Regions from separate parts of the Anas platyrhynchos genome. Here region 1 is linked to region 2. Evidence: chromatin contacts called from public Hi-C data. All regions are on one chromosome and are shown on one strand. Each heading gives the region's core, a stretch centred on a gene start, on an enhancer-like site or on the middle of the called end of the contact. The rest is flanking DNA. Distances are from core to core; before and after follow the strand shown.

What was found. Hi-C and Micro-C count contacts between places; a contact is called where the count stands out from the background.
Region 1: a Hi-C map of subcutaneous adipose tissue shows a contact between it and region 2, with 2.4 times the contacts expected there. The contact joins the promoter of USP6NL here to the enhancer-like site in region 2. A contact is called at or near these places in 6 of 8 Hi-C or Micro-C datasets (F1 follicle, F5 follicle, liver and 2 more).

The regions. Positions count from the first base shown.
Region 1 is chr1:6,460,203-6,466,887 of IASCAAS_PekinDuck_T2T, reverse strand. It overlaps USP6NL (USP6 N-terminal like), which reads left to right and starts at 4,715. Exons shown (of 15, transcript XM_027460736.3): 1 at 4,715-4,892.
Region 2 is chr1:6,381,772-6,388,444 of IASCAAS_PekinDuck_T2T, reverse strand. It overlaps USP6NL (USP6 N-terminal like), which reads left to right. Exons shown (of 15, transcript XM_027460736.3): 5 at 1,572-1,611; 6 at 6,012-6,092. Among named protein-coding and RNA genes, the nearest start is that of USP6NL, 77 kb to the left of the region's middle. Within about 2 kb of position 2,489, at least 1 of the 8 cell types and tissues checked has an H3K27ac peak or open chromatin away from gene starts, as enhancers often do. A contact at or near this core is called in subcutaneous adipose tissue, where this site is marked.

The sequences.
Region 1 (6,685 bases), core at 3,466-5,965, 76 kb before region 2:
CGAGGTATTATGCTTTGTTCTGTGTGCAGTTTTCATAGTTAACAAAAGAAGGCTGGAAGCTAAATCAACATTTAAAAGAAGAGAGAAAGAAATGAGACAATTATTGAAGTAACAGAAGGAATAAGACAGAAGGAGGCTAATGGAAAAAGCCAATAAAAGGCTAGAGGAGACAGAAAATTGGGGGGAAATAAAGGAAGGAGATGAAGAAAATCTGTCCTGACAGACAGAGGGGATGGAAATAGCCCCTTGTGAGCAGTGACAGAAAGCACTGTGTACTTTCCAACCTGATTCACATGGCAGGAGCCACCAGCAGCAGGAAGAGAGACTCGAATCGATGAAATCCTCAAAATCAGAGCTGGGAGACAATAGGACTGGGTGAGGGCAAGTGAACAATCAGAGCCAAAAGGAATGGAAAACAGTATTTTAGGCAGCCAGAAGAATTACAGCTAAGGGCTAACCCCCCTGCTTAGAATCAGAACTTCCACTCCTGATTTAATACGCCTCTTTCTCAGGATTTTCAGTACAAGATGGTGAGCTGATGCTGCCACGCATGGACAGACAAACCTCTGCCTCGTGCGTCATTGCTGCAGAGCGGGCTGGTGCTAAGCTCCTGTAAACATCTACGACAAGATCAAGCAAGTGATGGACCGAAAGTAACACCTGCAGCACAGACACCAAAACTTTCATTTGGGGGAAAACAAACAAAAGCAAAAGCAGCAGGTGGCATAACAGCTGAGTACGTTTAATCTTATAAAATATTGATGCACTTTACTGCATGATACTGGGAAGAATAGCCATCTGGCACCTATTGTTCATAGGCCTATAAGCACTTCATATCAAATCAGATATTTTGAGTGATAGCCTTTGTAATGATGAGAGTAGGTTTTAAAAAGTGACGAGCCTCAAAGGTTGAACAGGGAACTGTTTGAATTTGAGACTAACAGACAGGTTTGGGTTTGTTTGGATACCTGCAGGAGCTTCTGAGCCACTCACTCTCTGGGGTACGTGGCTGTGCATAAATGGTTTATATTTTGACTGACACAGAAAAAATATCAACTCATGCCTTAAAAATGATCTGTAGGCAGGAGTGGAAATGCCATATGCTACGGAAAATATGTTGAGTTCCTGCACCACAGAAGCTAAGCCAAACCTATACAGCACAAACACAAATTGAATAGGAACAGTCCCACACCAGGTTTTAACATTAATTTAGGACCAACCTACTACCTGCTGTCTTTTGAGTCTGCAAAATACCTAATTTTGTAAAGTAAAAGCCATTCTCTTCAGGGCAGCACTTGTGTCCTTATATGAACGTGTAACTTTAGCCCAAAGGTGTTTAAGGACAGGCCGCTATAGCAAAGTACTATGCTCCAAAACTTTCATGGACTTTTAGACTTCAGTTGCCAATTCAAAGCCTACGTCTTTATTTTCAAAGCCATCAGCATTCTGAACACTTGGTCTGTCGGGGATTAAAGCTCCATCAATGAATTGTCGAGGCAGTTGACAGCAAAAGATGTAGTGCTATCTGGAGTCTGATCGCTACCCAGACACACTGCGAGAACTTAGTTTCTCACCTGAAGTGGCACCAATACGCGCGCTGCCTGCAGAGCCGAGCATGTTCTGACGACTTGTGAAGCCCAGGAAGGAATTTGGATGGGTCATCAAATTCATTCCCTTGTCCCAAGGCAAGATTTGAATCTCACCAGGCTGATTTAGCCAGGAATCCATTGATATAGCAAAGGCAGGCTGCAGGCGTAACTAACAGAGAGAAATTTATCTCAATGAGATGTTGCAGTTGGTTCCTATCATCCCACACATATGCTTTGTGTTACGCTTAATTTTTGTAAATGGTGTTTTATGGAAGAGAATGGGTTTCATAAGCTTCATAGCTAAAAAAAAAAACAAAGGGCACGGTACATTGAGAAATAATTGCTGATGAAAATCTCGTATTTTTTACATTATGAATTCTTGTATTCCTTTGAAGTTCAGTAGGATGGATTGTGATGTTACAAGGAATAGGATACTTTATAAGGGAATGCCACTATTCTGTTCTTTTATCTATGGCTTTATGGTATTGCTGCCAAATAATGTCAGTGGCCATGCAGAGTGCTTGGCATCTTACGCCCTATATCTTAAGTGCGGTCTTGACAAGATGAATCATTAATTTGTGGGGGGTAATTTGTGAATATCTTTATTTCTGTGACTCCAGTCACGAATGTAGGTGGCTAGTACAGCATCTGAACTTAAACACAGAGCAGGTCAGCTTTTCAGGTAGGTAACTGGACGTTCCCTGACATGAACAGATACCCCAGCTCAGAATGTAATTCAATGGAGACATCCAGACTGTATCATAGATGGGAGTCTGCAAAGACAGCAGAGACACAGGCAATGCCTCTTGCACGTCCATGAAATGCCCCATAGACTTTTCAGCATTATAAATAATAACGATTGCATATACCTTCACAAAGAACCCTAATAAAAATGGAGCATTGCTGGAAATGCTATCACAGGATTCGTATGTGGGAGTAGTGATAAAACAAGTATGATATCACTGTCAGCCGCTTGGAAAGCTGCGATTTTAGAACCGTTCCACAGCCTAGTTGTAGTATTACAACAGGAAACAATGAGCATATGGGAAACAAAACCGATGATATATAGTTTGAGAATGTATGAAAGAGAGGAGATGGTTTCGATGAAGTAGAGAGCTCCCTGTGGAAGACATTTATCTTAACTAATTAGCCATTTGGGGAGGAAACAAATCCCTAGCTTGAAGAAAGCTAAGCATGTTTTTATATTCCAACAGCTTCTAAAGTTTTAAAAAAGACAATTAAGACTTTAAATTGAAAGGACTCATATCCAACCACAGTGTCCCTCTTGGGATTTATGGATGCTGACAGGCTAGTTAATCGCTATTACTTTCTGAAATGTACTGCAAAGCAATAAATGATTCATATTTTCTACTATTACACCTCCTCAGCACAAGAAGAGAGGAAACATTTAGACAAAAGTGATCCAACCTGCTACTGTCTTGCTACTGTCTTACTACTTTTAGACATTTTCTTCTACATAAAATGAATGTCAAATGCACATACACAGCTCTGTACATTTGCTAGATTCTCAGAGACCATGACGTGTTGGCATGGGTATTTGCCATTTCAGGGGATCCTACTTTCATTGTTCAGGCTATTTTTCCTCCAGAATGAGACAGAACTCTGAGGACAGAGAGTCTATTAAAAATGTTAATATCTGTGGAAAAGATTTAGTGATCTCAGGCTAGCCAGTCAATAATTACTCAGCTCATCTAATCTACCTCGGAATAATGGAGCACTGCTTTCTCCAGCTCGTCGTGAAATATTCTTGTATTACATACTTTAGTAAAAATTAATGTCAGAAGGTGCCAGCCCCCACAACTCATAGTGCAAGTTGTCTGGAACTGCTTATTTTAAAGAGTTTGTCTTTAGTAGATTATGCTAAATTCCTTGGTTAGTATTTGAATAGAAAGCATTTAAATGTAACTATTACACAAACACTGGTTTGTTTAAAACATTCAAAATATTTACCAAGTGTCGCTTTTGTTTGTATCATTACTGGATGTCTTTTAGTACTACATTTTAATTACTGTTTATTTAATCTGTATTTCTAATGTGAAATCATATTTTATTGCTACTTCAAATTCCCTCTTCACCGCAACGCTTTCTTTTTGCTCCAAACCAGCCTCTTTCCGGTAACCACTTCACTGTGGCATTTGAGACATCTCAGAGCGTAAAGCAGCTGTCACATTTCTCTGCTTCTTCCCGTCAGGTTTTGTTTGTAACTCAGCTGAGCGCCCCATGCAAAGCACGGCATGCATACGCATATGGTGCCTGCACGCCCTGAGTGGGAGGACTCCGGCATGGGAAGCTGCTTAAGGAAGGGGTTGGGTTGGCAATGAGGAGCCATTTCTGCTCAGAAAGAGCAGTCAGGCACTGGGACGGGTTGCCCAGGGAGGTGGTGGAGCCACCGTCCCTGGGGGTGTTCGAGGAGAGGTTGGACGTTTTGCCTGGGGACATGGTTTGTGGGTGACAGTGGTGGTAGGGGGGTGGTTGGACCAGGTGATCTTGGAGGGCTTTTCCAGCCTTAATGATTCTGGGATTCTAAGATCAAAGCCATCTCTCTTTTGATCTGAGGTGCAATGTGCAATCAGGTTATCAATTTTTTCTACTTTTATGCACGGGCTTGTGGAATTCACCCATAAAGCTGTATTTCCTATCAGTATCCCATGGTAGTGGCTCATCAGAGAGAACCAAAAAAGGGATGGAGTTTTAAAAATGAGGGTCTTGGTAACTTGGGCAGCACAGCCTAATTGGTAAGATGGAAGGGCAGTGGTCCTGCTTCATGTTTTCCACCTTTATTTCTGAGATTCCTCCTCACGCCCAGTGCCACACCAAGGCAGCGGTGCTGGCAGAGCAGGTCCTGGCTTGACCCTGGAGCCAAACCCCATAACCCCACCACCTTTCCCACCCCGAAACCCCCAAATAACCCAGCCGAGGGCCACCCCAATTCACCACCCGACCTCCCCGACCCCTCTGCTTCCAGGGGGGCTTCGCTGAGGACCCCAAAACGGCTGCAGAGGGAGCGGGGAGCGCGGCCGGGGCCGGGCAGCTCCGCGCCTCGTTGCGAGCACAAAATGGCGGCGGCGGCTCCGGCTCTGCCCTGAGGGGACGGCGCCGGCCGGGGAGGGGAGGGGAGGGGCGGGGGCGGGCAGGGTTTCCATAGCGGCGGCCGCCGGTGTCACACCGGGGCGCTTCCTGGTCGGAGGCCGCCGAGCTCCGGGGCAGCGGAGCGGGAGAAGGAGGAGGAGGCAAGGACGGAGGCCCCCGGGAGAAGAAGGAGAAGGAAGGCGGCGAGCAAAGGTAAGGCAGAGCAAAGGTAGGGGCGAGCCGGCCATTGCGCGCCCACCCCCCCATTTCCCGAAGTGGACCCGGCGGGGTCGCTGGGCGGACGCTTCCATTCGCGGGGCGGCGGGGGGGGGGAAAAACTGCGGACCTCGCCGTTGAGGCGAGCGGGGTGGGACTGAAGTTCCTCGAGAGCCCGGGGGGGAGGTGGGTGCTACCATCCTCCCCCGCGGGGGGACCGCGCTGAGCGCACCCCCCCGGCGGGGTCGGGAGGTGGAAGAGGCGGGAGCTGGCTCCCGTAGGGGACTGAGGTGCTGCGGGCTGTTCCATTCCCAAAGCGGGGGGGTCCGAGTGAGGCAGGACCCTACTATTCCTGCCCGGGGGGGCGGTGGGCATCGTGAGGGGAGCCCTGTGGGGCGGGCGCCATGAGGGGGGTGGCTGAGGGAGCCCCACCTGGAGGTGTCCCGGGGGCTTTTTGTGAGCTTTTAGTGAGGCTCCGGGGCTGTGCAGGGGGAGGAGACCCCCTAAAGTGACCCCTCAGCTTGGTGAGGGGCGCGCAGCCCTGTGAGGGGCTGTGGTGGTCGCCTCAGCCGCCGCTGTGGGGTCGGAGGGGGGGCTGTGAGGGCACCCTGAGGGGTGTGGGGGCAGCCTGAGGGGTGTGGGGGCACTAAAGGGGGTCGGGCAGCCCCTTGGGGCTGTCACCACACAGGGACTGACTCCCTGAGGGCCTCTGTCCTGTCAGGGTGTCAGGGCCTGGGTGCGCTGTGAGGCCGTGCTGCCACCCAGGGCAGGAGCGGGGAGGTTTGGGATGGGCAAAGTTTGGGTGTAATGGGACTTCTCGGCACTGCTGCTCATGTACCTGCTGCCTCGGCTGCTTTTCGTAACACCTCAGGTATGTGGGGAAGAGCGCCAGCCTCAGAGCCGCAGTCCGGTGCAGGAGGGTCCTCAGCCCTGTGAGCGGCTTTCCACCAAACTTCGGGCTCTGTGACCCTCGGTCTGTGCTGGGACTACCAGCAAAAGGAGGAAATTATCAGATGTTTGGCGTCTCTGGGCGATGTGTGTGGTTGTTGCCTGCAGGAAACCACCGCAGTGATTGAATGGCAATGGGAGCGAGAGTCAGGTGGTGGCTGAAAAAGCTGTTGCTGAACTCGTGTACCAGCCCTGAGCCTCTACACACCGAGAGTAACTTTCTCTGTGCAGCTTTCTGCTTGGAGCAGGGGGCTGTGCAGAGAGCTGTCTATTAGTACAAAGCTCATTTTTAGCTTTCACTGAGTCAAAGTGGAACAAAAGTGTGAGTCTGCCTTGCTCACGCTGAGCATATTTTGTGGAGGCTCAGTTCAATGAGAACACTTCTATTAACTCATTTCTCTGTGTGGTTACTTAGTTTGATGCGGAGCCTGCAATCTAGGGCTGCTGCGTGACAGTCGAAACTCAAACTCTCGCAGGCATGTGTGTGTTAGGCACGGCGGCCAATCAGCAGTGCCTGAAACCAAAAGCAATTCGCTTGGACGCTTTGTAGTGTAAATATTCCTGCAATGAACAAAGGGGAGGGTGTGCCCTTGTGCTTGTTTCGTTTGTGTTTCTCGGTGCTTCCTCATTTGTGGCCAGTCAATGATTTGGTGAAGGTTCTGAGACAGCAGCAGCCCGACTTTGTTGGGAACGTTGCATTCTGGCTGTAATGGGCATTTTACTCAGCTAGGATGCTCAGAAGCAAGGTGCGATGATCAGAATTTTTATTGTCTTATTTTGCTAATAGCTGTGCTGTTAAATGGCTTAGTCTTGCTTCTTTGTAGCTTCTCTTGCTACTGATT
Region 2 (6,673 bases), core at 1,240-3,739:
TGCTTTTTGCTGGTCAAAAGATAAGCTCTGCTGGTTTTTAAATTAGTTCCTAAGGTATGTACTGGAAACTTAGACTTGTTTGGACTCCAAAATTTGTTTTTTGTAGGCTCCAAAATGTTGATTTGAACAAGATTTTTCATTAGGTAAAGTAATTCAGATGTATTTCATTATTCAACTAAAACTTCTGAATTTGAAACTGCGTCTCTTAAGTCTTTAAATAAAATAAAATATAAATATAACTTAACTGTTTTGTGTTGGACTATTCTTATATTGGCTTCATCAACATAGGAGGGAAGGCAGATTTCAATTTCCATCTCAACTTCTGCAGTTTTTCCCATTAAGGATATTTTTCACCCTTGCACAGATTTAATACTGGTCTAAACTGGTGGGTTTTAGTGTCCTCACCAGAGACATCTGTGATGATGTGAGTAATTATTCTTTCAAAATATTAAGACTTAGTAAGGACTCTTCTTTTTACTCTTCTGTTTTTTCTTGTTCTTATTGGGAAGGATTTATTTTGTCCCTTTTAAAGGTGGGTTTTGTTGGCTATGTTATTTATCTGATCTGCAGAGCAGAAAAGGGGAGCCTTGCTGCTTAGATGAGCTGCTATGTTTTCAGGAGCTGCAGATGATGCATACAAAGGAAGGAAGTCTCATTTGGCATCAAAGCGGTTTAGTTACTTTTGATATGAAAAACATAGGTTTCTTTGATAAGAAAAACATAAGTTAGAGCCCTCAGAATGAAACTAAAATAATATAAAGCCAGAAAATATCTGATAAAAGGCTGCTTTTCAAGTTTTTTCTTCATAACCCGTCTTTTTAGTTAGGTTAAGAAGTGAAATAAATTTATTTTAAAATATTAATTAGATACCTACTAATAAAACTTTTTGTCACCTTCTCCCTGTTGATCAGAGTGAAAATTTTAAACTTAAAAAAAAAAAAGTTAACTCTCCTAAGTCAAGCAAAGTCTCTGTGCCTTTCACAGGGTGCAATAGAAAAGAAGGGAAAACTTTTTAAGGGGTATTTTAATTATTTTAATTATATGGTCAAGTAAATGAAGCTGTTTAGGTTAAAAATGCACGGAATGGAGTTCAGATTCTCAGGTTTGGGAATAGCTGGATTTCTAAAAAATAAAGCTGCACACAAAATATGCAATGGTTTGAAAAATTTTCATTAAAACAACTTTTAATTTAAAATGGCTGTGTATGTTTAAAGAAAATTCTGGTTTCAGGTTGAGTAGTACAGCCCAGGGTGCTTTAACAGAAAAATTATTATGATTATGATTAATTATTGTTCTGGTAAAGTCCTCTTCCCTTGAAGTTCTGCAGTGTGTTCTGATTTAGAAGTTTCAATATTAATTTTATTTTTTTTACTTAAAACGTGAATCTTATTGTGTTTAAAAACTAAATTCCAAGGGTTCCTGCGTACCATGTCATACCTGTCTGAAGCTGAGACTTCTTGTTTACTCGTTCATTACTACATATTGCTATTATAGAAGATCACTTGTAATGTGACATGGACAAAATGATTTTTTTTTTGTAGATTAATGTGAATTTTTTTCTTTGTTTTCAGTCCAGAAGAGCTTCCTGTCCACGATGCAGCAATAGAGAAGGTAAGTTCAGCGTCCTCCAGTTTTTTAACTAGGAAGCGAACTCTTACAGATTCATGATTTTTTAAAAATATAAATTGTTGTGAAATTAGGAGATGAAACGTTTTAGTGATTTGCATTCCTGGAGAAACATGATGGAAGTCCCAGAAGGCCTGTGTCCCTCGAGGCCTTGTTAACTAGCCTCCAGATCCCTTGGGGGCCCACACGATAATGTCATTACTAGTTGCAGCAAGACATAGATTTTCCTCACCCATCATGTGATCGAGCTATTTACGTTATTTATTTATGTAAACAGAGCTATTTAACAAATCCTGCCCGGCCCTGCCCTGACCCTGACGGGGACCCAGCTGGCAGGCACTTGTCCGAGGTGAGCAGCATCATGGCAGTGCCACAGCTGTCGTCAGCTGCACTGGCCAGGGGATTTGGCCAAGTGAGGTGGCACCTCTGGTGCTGAGGCATCTGCTGCCTTCCCCTGGCATGTGCAGCTTGCTTTTCTATAGAAACAGTGACGGGTGACCTGGATGTCACTCACTGCAGCGTGATTACAGCCTTGTAATACTGAGTTGACAAGCCAGGGGTGTTGTAGATGTATGTGTAAGACCCATCAACAGGCAGTGCAGGCCACAGTCCAAAAGGCCTCCCACTGTGGGAGGATGCTGGAGGACAAGTCTGGGAGCTGACCTTTTGATTTTATTGAGCTTTTATTAAAATCATTGGGAACCAAGTATCTGCTTGTCTGGGCGTAGATGTGTGCCTTTCAATACTGTGGGCATTTTCTGTCAGTCCCCTTCTTATCTCTAGGACTTGATCAGATTCGTACTGATCTGTATCACCAGAAAACTCATTGTGAAACGCTGAAAGCTGTAAGTTTAGTCCTCTCTCTTGGCTGCACAAATCATTAGTGTTTGGAAGAGGGGTGGAGTGACTTGTCTTAAGGAAGCTCAGCTCTGAGGACTTGGAGCAACATTTCCATATGTGAAGTACTTTGAGCTTCTGTGGAGAAGCCAAAAGGGGATCAGTACGGGGCTAGCAAGAAGTGTTTCTCAGAAGTGAACTTCTGAGTCCCTTTTGTTTTTGCAGCAGTTCAAGTGTATTTCTGCACACGCAGCCTGAAATAAGTTGCATTTTCCTGCCATGTTCCATTACATTTAATAACACAGTAAGACTATATATAATTTCATTTCCATCAGGACACAGCAGGGTGGTGAGCCTATGAGCATAAACATTAGACAGCTTGCAATTATTGTGGTACATGTGTTTTGAAGCTCTGTTTCGCTGTGACTATGTTGTTAGCCTTAAATTATTGGGTGAAAACAGTGTCTCAGTTCTTTGTCCCATATTTTATTCATGCTGTCTCAGACAAAATGTCAGCATAGAAACTGTATTTATTGAATCAATGTTAAGTTGCAAACCTAGTTTCTTTTTATAATCGTGCAGTAATGCTCCTGTGTTAGACTCCTGGTTGTACTCCTGATGATATCCTGACCTCTGCTGGTTTGAGGCTTATCTGCCTTCTATCAGTGGTGGTTGAGGCTTTGCTATTTTCAAATACCATTCACAGGACAATGAATGTGTCATGTTGATAGAGGCTAACACTGGAAGCTTTCTGTGCAATATCTGTTAAAGTTTTTGCTTTTTTTTTGCTTTAACTTTGAATTAAAACCAAAACAAAACAAAAACAACACAGAAAACATGAGTTCCTAACTCATGCTTTGATTTAACTTGCAGCTTAGCTAAAGGGTTGTGCATATCCTTGTGACTTTTAAATCTCCATTCTTCATATACATCCTAACGTCAAGCTGAAGCTGGGGTTGTGCACACGTTTGTGCTCATGTTTTTGCCTGTAATACTTTTAGAATAGGTGTTATTGCTGTGAATGCAGTGTACCTTTGATGCTTTGTTTACCTCGCTGGGCATTTGATGACTTAAATGTGCCAAGCCATTGTCCTGCTTTATGAACTAATCTTCATGTGAATCACACAGCACATCTGAGCTAAAGCTAGGGGAGGAAAGATGAACCAGAAGAGAAAGGCGGACAGGGAACTGACCTCAGGAAATCTGGAGTCTGTGTCAGACTGTTTATGAAGTGCTATGAAATGCTTTGTAAGGCATTTTCAGTGCTGTGGGTTTTTTGTCTTTGATTTACTTGATTGTACATCAGAGAGCAGGTCCAGTGAGTTCTGGTTTTGTTGAGGCTCCTGCTGCAGCCTTGCTGTAAGGCTCAGCTCTAGCACGCTTGCCATCGAGGAAGGAAGAGCGCTGCACAAAAGATGCAGCCAAAAGTGCTTGCCAGCAGAACTTCACGCTTCGTGTTCTCATTAGTGTATTATTTACTGACACGAGAGTGAGAAACCTTTTCTTATTCAGTCAGGGATTCTGTTGTTCCCTATGGCAAGAATGCTTCAAAGTGGATAACGTACTCAGAAGAGAGATAAATGGATTTTTTTTTTGGTGACAACTACATGGAACTTGCCTAAAAGAGCAGCAGCAGCAGCCCTCTATTCTGCAATGAGCTGCTTCAGATCTATTCGTGTATTTGGTGGCGCACCTGCTAGACATGAAAGTGAACATAATTCAGCCTTTAAAAAAAATAGCTAAAAGTTCTCAACAACTGAACACAGAAAAAATAATTGCTATTTTGAGTACGGCAGCATTGCTTGAGTACTGGGATAAATTGACACAGAAGGCATAAAAGCTTGAACAAACATACAATTGAAGTGAGCTTCTGGCTCAAAAGACCAAAAATCTTGAAAGTAGATCAAACATGCAAACAAAAAGACTGTAGGAACAGGTAGATTTTTATTTTTCTTACCAATTATCTAAACAACCTGTTGAGGGCAGAGACCTTTTCTAACTTGACAGCAGTGTTATTCGAGCAGTGGAAACTACGCCTAGAGACCATCTACCTCTGATATGCTAAAAATGCTGATTTCGTACAGAGGTTCAGAGTGTGGAAGAGAATCAGAAGCAATAACGTGAAACCTATCAGATTTGGGAAGCAGTAGTTTTTGTACGGTTTCCTTCTAACCTAACTCTTCAGAAAGGGCTTTAAATATTATTTGAAAAAATAAGAAGTGCTTGAGACTTTACTAAATACAGCATGGAGCCTGAACAAGAATGTGAGCAGTTGATTGCAACGTGAAGAGCTAGATACGTAAGATTGAGATGGTAGAAGCAATTATTTCCACCTAACTTACACTTCTGTTGGACGGGTGGAAATAAAAGTAACTGTTCAAATAGCAACAACAAAACACAAAACCAAAACCCCTTTATTTCCAAGATGTTTTATGGACTGAATCAGGGTTGGGATGGATCTAAGCAGTCACCAAGTTGCAGTTCTGTTAGTTGAAGGCTTTGTGATCCTGGATTAAACATTCCTTTCCCATTTTATTGTGTTGGTAGACAAGAAAGAATACATAAAATCTGATGAGCAGTAAAAGCGAGAAGTACATTTAGAATTCAGTTGAGACTATAAGTAATAGTTTTCATTTATGTTATCCCCCACACTTTAGATATAAAGTATTAATAAGTTTCCAGTGTCCTGCAGAAATTACTCTGAATATTCTTACATCGATTTATCGCTGACCATATGAATCAGAACATCCTTCCTGTCTTACCAAGAATTGACGTGGAGGAGCTGGGCTTTACCAAACCCCAGAATATTCAGGTTTGACGAGAAAGCAGTAACCACAGACAAGTTTTCTGCTTCAGCTTTTTCACTGTTCCTGGAAAATCCTCAGCTCCAAGGCATTATGCAGCAGTTGAAATAGTTTCATAAAAAACAACCTCACTTCCCCCACAGACATCAGAGTTAATAGTTAGCTTTCTAGAGTAATTAGGGAGATGTAGCCTTCTTTACAGCGTGTAAAACTGGGCTGTAAAAATAGTACTTCTTCTTATCATCCAGACTAACTTAGTATGGATTTTTGACTGTGAAAAGCCAAAGTGCCAGGAAACTCTAGGAACTAAAACAGCTAATTGTGTCTTGATTAAAGAAGGCTCTGATTTCAGAGCCAGCTAACTTAAAATGCTTGCAGCAGAAATTGCAGCCTGAAACATTACTGAGTATAGGAGCAAGGTTTTTTTTTTTTTTTTTTTTTGTATTTGTCAAAAGGGTGTAGAGAAGAAACTTCTACAAATCTTGAACTTAAAACGTCCCCAAAAACAGGCAGACAAAGACCAGCAGAAACCTTTGTTGTCAGCACTATGTAAAATAGTGCTTTGTAAGAGGAATTTAATTTAACTGATGTTAGTCTTTGTTGATGTTCTTAGATGTGAGTAGACCAGAAGTTGATGATACTATAATAATTTTTTTCTCAATATTAAAAAAAGTACATTAAATAAGTAATTTTGAATGTATTCATCTTGAAAAGATTTTAAAACATATTCTGATTTCATTTCAGCAAAAGCACCTTGAAATCGAAAGAACTACAAAATGGCTTAAGATGCTGAAAAGCTGGGAGAAATACAAGAATAGTGAAAAGGTAAAGTTACGCCTGCTTTTTCTTTAGTTATCGCTTCCAAATGAATATGTAACCTTAAATTAGGATGTCTTATTTTCTGATTATAAAAATACACATTTTTTTTCCAAATGCAAGAAATTTCGAAGGACAATATCGTGTCTGCTCATCATTCCCAGTAATGGTGTGTTGCACTGCATTGTGCTTGTGCCGTGGGTTCAAAACTAGGACCACATAGTGTCCTGCGTTCACAGGACTGCAGAATAATTTGTGGATGAAGCCTTGCCTTGTCTCGTCTTGCAGTTAGTTGGTGTGTATCAGAAGTTGTATTTGATTACACCTTGAGAATGGGAAGGAAGGGAAAAAAAATGAAAATCAGTGTGAGCTTGAAAAGAGGGAATACATTTAAATGGGAATAGCTGAACTCTGCAGAAACCATACAACCCTCTTTCAATGGTTGTGAATTTTAACATGAGGATGTTTTTTTAATTAATTTGTATGCTGGATATTGTAGTAATTAATATTTAAAGTTATGCCAGCAGTACCTCAAAAGAATCTTACTAAGATCTGAGAGGTTTTTTATTATTAATCTTATTTTCTTCTAT